2 separate regions of the Sus scrofa genome follow, and region 2 is linked to region 1. The links are chromatin contacts, called in public HiChIP or PLAC-seq maps. All regions are on one chromosome and are shown on one strand. The core of a region is the stretch at or near the end of the contact, and the rest is flanking DNA. Distances in the headings are between cores, read along the strand shown.

The links. HiChIP or PLAC-seq counts read pairs in DNA pulled down with a chosen protein or histone mark.
Region 2: an H3K27ac HiChIP or PLAC-seq map of skeletal muscle shows a contact between it and region 1. The contact joins the enhancer-like site here to the promoter of LSM4 in region 1. A contact is called at or near these places in 11 of 47 Hi-C or Micro-C datasets (blood, embryonic fibroblasts, epiblast stem cells and 7 more) and 1 of 2 datasets of contacts at active chromatin or transcription factors (skeletal muscle).

The regions. Positions count from the first base shown.
Region 1 is chr2:59,498,289-59,500,988 of Sscrofa11.1, reverse strand. LSM4 (U6 snRNA-associated Sm-like protein LSm4) reads right to left here and starts at 1,429. Exons shown (of 5, transcript XM_021083528.1): 1 at 1,311-1,429. The coding sequence starts at 1,313.
Region 2 is chr2:59,587,026-59,589,725 of Sscrofa11.1, reverse strand. It overlaps PDE4C (cAMP-specific 3',5'-cyclic phosphodiesterase 4C), which reads right to left. Exons shown (of 17, transcript XM_021083502.1): 4 at 2,200-2,388; 5 at 1,605-1,641; 6 at 1,444-1,517; 7 at 1,110-1,162; 8 at 722-834; 9 at 548-641. Among named protein-coding and RNA genes, the nearest start is that of RAB3A, 16 kb to the left of the region's middle. Within about 2 kb of position 1,300, at least 47 of the 83 cell types and tissues checked have an H3K27ac peak or open chromatin away from gene starts, as enhancers often do. A contact at or near this core is called in omental adipose tissue, retroperitoneal adipose tissue and skeletal muscle, where this site is marked.

The DNA of each region.
Region 1 (2,700 bases), core at 180-2,679:
ATGGGATCTGATCCACGTGTGCAGCTTACACCACAGCTCACAGCAACACTGGATCCTTAATCCACTAAGCAAGACCTGGGATCAAACCCCCAACCTCATGGTTATTACTCGGATTCGTTTCTGCTGTGCCACAATGGAAACTTCCACAACTGGATTTAATGGTGTCCTGAGGTTCCCAACTCAGGAAGCTGCTGATCACCCACTCCCTCACCCAGACCTTGGCTTGGCTTCCGCCCCACCCCGACCACAAGGAACAGGCAGTGTGTAATGCCTTAGCCACTCCTGAACACAGACTTTGCACAGACACTGTTCTAGGCTCTGGCAATATATGAGGATAAAACAGAGATCCTATCTCCATGGAGCTTAACAAATGGATTCTTCCACAGACCAACTCTACCCTCCAGAGAGACGAACAGAGAGAACGAAGCTGCTCCCTTCTCTCCATCCCTACAATGACCAGAAGAATTACTGAACCCTCATGGTCAGCTCCGAAAAATGTGCAGCGACCATCTTAGAGGACTCGAGGGCTGATGGGCCAGGTTCTCTCCCAGCTCAATTCCTCTGTGTGGGCCTCCATTTCCCTGTCTGTCACTCACTGGGGACACAGGCACGCTGGTTTAGATCTCCAATTTCCACAACTTGTGAGATGGCATGGCCCTGGGGAGACTTCCTGCCAGGGCCTCGATTTTTTTGTTTTCTAAACTGGGATACGGTTAGCCCATCCATGGCTGAAAACGCCCCCCCTTCCCCTGGAACCATATGCTGTGTGACCCCGGAAGAAGTTAACCTTGCTTTGGGTCTGCTTTTTAGTCTGAAAAGGAGAGGCATAAGAGGTTGCGCAGCTAGCATTCCAAGGGCAGTACAACCCCCGAAATTCCCCAGATTGGCTGAATTTGAGAAAGAAGGCCGGCCCCCTACTGCCTGGTGCTCTAGCTTTACTGTCTAGGAGGTCAGATCGGGTCGGATGCACTGGGAGCCATTTCCCCGTCCGAAAACTCACTCTGCTGCATTCACCGGGCCCTTCAGCAGGTCCCCTTCCTCTCTGGCCTCAGTTTCCCCATCTGCAAAATGGGAAGACTGCTGCCAGACTGCCATACTGTGATTTCATTTCTATCCAATCCCAAGCTCCCCCGAGACCGACGTGCTTGGTGTCCTGGGAGAAGCTCTTCCACTCTCCGGCCTGTCCTCCCCACCTTGGGCGAAGGGGCAGGACTCAAGGCCCAGATTACAGGCTGGCTCCACAACGCCCCTGAACCAACAACCGCCCCGAGGGCCCTTGGCGGCCGGCTCCCCCGTCGCACCGCCCTCACCATGGTGTCGGCGGGGACTAGGCTCGTGGGCTACTTCCGCCGCCGCCGCCGCTCACGTTCCCGCCGGTAGCTGCAGCTCTGCGCGCCACTAGGCTGAAATGGAGTGGCAGCAACGCGAGCCAGTCAGCACGAGGCTCATGGGAAGGCCAACCAATCCACGCGGAGTAAGGCGGGGCCTATTAAACACGAGGGGCGGGGCGGGCCGCGTTCCTACCGGAGAAATGAGAGAGAGAGTCGTAAAGTGCCGCTATGAGTGCTGCAAAAGGGGGCGGAGCAATGTGCGCCGGCGCAGGAGGCCTTGTGGGTAAGGGCGCCTGCGCAGGTGCAATCTTCAGTGATTTTTCCGGGCTCCACGCTGTGGGCAAAACGGGGTAGTGCCTCCAATTTCCAAATGGAGGAATGGCAGCTCTATGGTTATTGCCATGTGTCCCTTCGAGCTCCTACTCTTCTGATTCTCTTTATTGTAGTTGACCGTTGTCCAGGGCACTTCTTTTGATAGGCTAGACGTACCGGTGTGAACCTCAGTTTGCTTCCCTTTGAAATGGGCTTAATAATAGTGTCTGCTTTAGAAGGTTGCAATGAGTGCCAAGTGATTTATGCCTTGTAAAAGAAGAGTGCCCGGCACGTACTGAGCACTTGATACACGGACATGCAATAAATATTTATTGAGCATCTACTACGGGCCTCCTCCTGGAAACACAGAAGAGAATAAACCAAACAAAACTCCTGGCCCTCCTGAGGTTTAGGAGCCCACTGGGGAGGCAGACTGTAAACAAAATAGACAAATGTATTAGTTTCCTTGGGCTGCCATAACAAATGATCAAACTGGGTGGTTTTATTTTTTTATTTTTATTTGAATATTTTTTGCTTTTTAGGTCCTCACCCATGGCATATGAACGTTCCCAAGCTAGGGGTCGAATTGGATGGAGCTACAGTTGCCTACACCATAGCCATGGCAATGCAGGATCTGAGCAGCATTTGTGGCCTACACCGCAGCTTCCTTAACCCACTGATTGAGGCCAGGGATTGAACCTGAGTCCTCATGGATACCTAGTCCGGTTCCTTACTGCTGAGCAACAACAGGAACTCCAAACTGGGTGGTTTTAAACAGTAAAACTTAATCCGAAAGACTGAAATCAAAGTTTTAGCAGAGTTGGTTCTTTCTGAAGGATCTGAGGGGCAATTCATCCCATGCTTCTCTGCCAGCAATCCTTGTAGTTCTTGGCACAGATTCCTCTGTCATCACATGGTGCTTTTCTTTGTGTGTCTCTGTGTCTCAACTCTTCCTCTTTTTTTTTTTTTTTTTTTTTTGTCTTTTTGCTATTTCTTGGGCCGCTCCCGCGGCATATGGAGTTTCCCAGGCTAGGGGTTGAATCGGAGCTGTAGCCAC
Region 2 (2,700 bases), core at 51-2,550, 89 kb before region 1:
ATGTCTTTTCCTTGGAGTTCCCATGGTGCAGCAGAAATGAATCCGACTAGAAACCATGAGGTTGTATGTTCGATCCCTGGCCTTGCTCAGTGGGCTAAGGATCCAGCATTGCCGTGAGCTGTGGTGTAGATTGCAGACGCGGCTTGGATCTGGCTTTGCTGTGGCTGTGGTGTAGACCGGTGGCTACAGCTCCACTTAGACCCCCTAGCCTGGGAACCTCCATATGCTGCGGGTGCAGCCCTAAAAAGACCAAAAAAAAAAAAAAAAAAAAAAGTCCTTTCCATCTCCCAGGCTGGAGATGCAGCCAATTCCCTCCAGCTCCTCCTTGGTAAGCTTCTACTCATGCTTCAAAATCCTAACTTCAATGTCCCCCTCTTCCTGGAAGTTCCTTCTGTTCTTCCCTCTGGTCCAGCCCTGCCCCATGGGGCTAGGGGTGTCCATGTCCGGTTCTGTCTTTCCCTGTTGTGGTCTGTAGTAGAAGTCTTTCTTTCTCCTCCATCTTCCTATCTCTACAGTGTGACCTAAGCAGCGACCCACCACAGCTCACCCAGGAAGGTCTGGGATATGTACTCGGACACCTGGTTCCCAGAGCGGCTGGTTTCAGACAGGTGAGTCAACTCCCGGTTCAGCATTCGCTTGAACTGCCGGGGAAGGTGAGAACAGTGAAGATGGGGGCACTGTGGACAGAGGCGAGTGAGCTCAGTGTTCCCGCCCTCCTCACCTTGTTGGAGGCCATCTCCCCCACCGAGTGCCGCGTCTGCAGTGTCTCCAGCTGATCCAGACACCAGTCCAGCTCATCCAGTGTCTCCAAAGCCAACTTCTGCCCAGTCTCCTCTGGGGGCCAAGCTGGTCAGGGTCCTGCCCCACCCCCACGTGGTCACCCAGCGCCCTTCCTGCTCCCATTTCTGCATCTGGATCCTGGAGCCTTTCCCAGCGAGGCCACTCAGGACCCCAGGATCTCTTCATCACCAAGGGTATTTGGGGGACGGGGAGGGGGAGTGGTTTACAATCAGCACCACCTCAGGATTCATGAGCTGAGGAGGTCGCCCTAGAGAGGAAGTTCACAGCTGTCCCACAGTAGAAGGAGGGGATTGGAGCAAGAGCATTACCTGTTGGTGGAGGGGGCTGACTGCCAGACGGGGTGTTCCCGACGCATGCCTGCCTGCAGTACAGTCCGCTCAGGAGTGGCCCGCCCCATCGATATGGCCCCGCCCCCAAGCCCTCCAGGCCCCACCCCTCCGCCCTCTGCCGCGTCCCCTCCCTGCGAGTTGCCTGCTGAGCTCTTTCCGCCCTTGCCGCCTCTGCTTGGCCCGCCTTATCTTCTGATCCCGCCCCTCTCCGCCAGGCTCTGCCCTTCTCTTTCACAAGCCCTGCGCAGCCCTCTCCAGTTCTCGGCCCCGCCTCTCTCCGCAAGGCCCCGCCCCATCCCCTCCCTCTGCGTACTTGGCTGTCCCACCGCTTTGCAGGTGGGCAAGGGCTGCAACATTGCTCCGAACCGTCCGCAGACTGGCCAGGACCTGTCGGGAGCGGGCTGGTCAGCACTGGAAAGGAGGGCTCCGCTCTGCCCGCTAGGCACACGGGAGAAGGAAGGGGTGGGCACCCACTTGGGCAAAGGGCGTCACAATCAGGTCTTCTCCGTGTCTGCGGGTAGACCAGACATAGAAGGGCGGTCAGGAGGAGCCCTCCCACGCATTCCTATCTTCCAGCTTTTACCCACACTGCGCCCTCAGCTGAGCGCGTCCTCTTGTCCTGACACCTCTTTTGGGTATCCCCCTGGTAGTTCCTGGGCTCTCCTCACCCGACTCTTCTCTGAAAGCCGCCATAGTCCCTCTGACCAATCACTCACTTTATCCCTATCTCACAAATAGAGAACCTGAGTTCCAGGAGGAAACAGTCTTAGTAGAGGCAGGAAATTATGACTACAAGGGAGCTCAAATCAAGGTGTCTGTTCAGTTGCTGTTGATTGGTTTTAATGTTTCTGGATTGCCATCCAACCCCGGCCCAAAGTCAAACACAGAGGGTCACAGAAATATCATTCTCTGTATTCTTGACTGAATAAGTGAGCTGCCTGGCAAACTCCTATGTAAACTTCAAAGCCCAGTTCAAATGGTCACTTGAAGGAGGTGTACTGAGTGGGGGAATAAAGGATGGAAGAAGGTACAAGGAGGTATTATCCCACCAGCTTCAGGCCAGACTCACAGGTCGCTAGCCGCGGAAGAGTTCCGGGACAGGGTCTTGGAAGACAGGTCGTAGTCACTGTCTGAGCGGTACAGGAAGGACTCCCGCCTCTGGCTGTGCTGGGCAGAGTGGATGATTCTGCCAAGGCCAGACCCGGCCTGAGGATCCAGGGTGCTTCTCCCACAGGGGAGCCCATTTTCCAGGTCAAAGCTGGAGGCAAAGATGCAGAGTCAGAGTCGTGGATCCTGGCATGTGGATGCCAAGATATGGACTATATCTGTTTTGTAACATCCTCCCTGGGGCCACACAGAGGGCTGGGCAGGAATAGCCACCAAATGGTCCATCTGTCCCACAGCCACACCCCCCACTCAGGGAGCCACGCCCTTCACCGCCTCCATCTCCACCTCTGTACCCAGAGCCTTTTCTACTGGAACTACTAATCTGGACTCCAGGACTTGAGTTTTAGATCTATCCCTAAGAGGCTGTGTGACCATGGGTAGGTCTCAGCTTTTCTGTGGATAT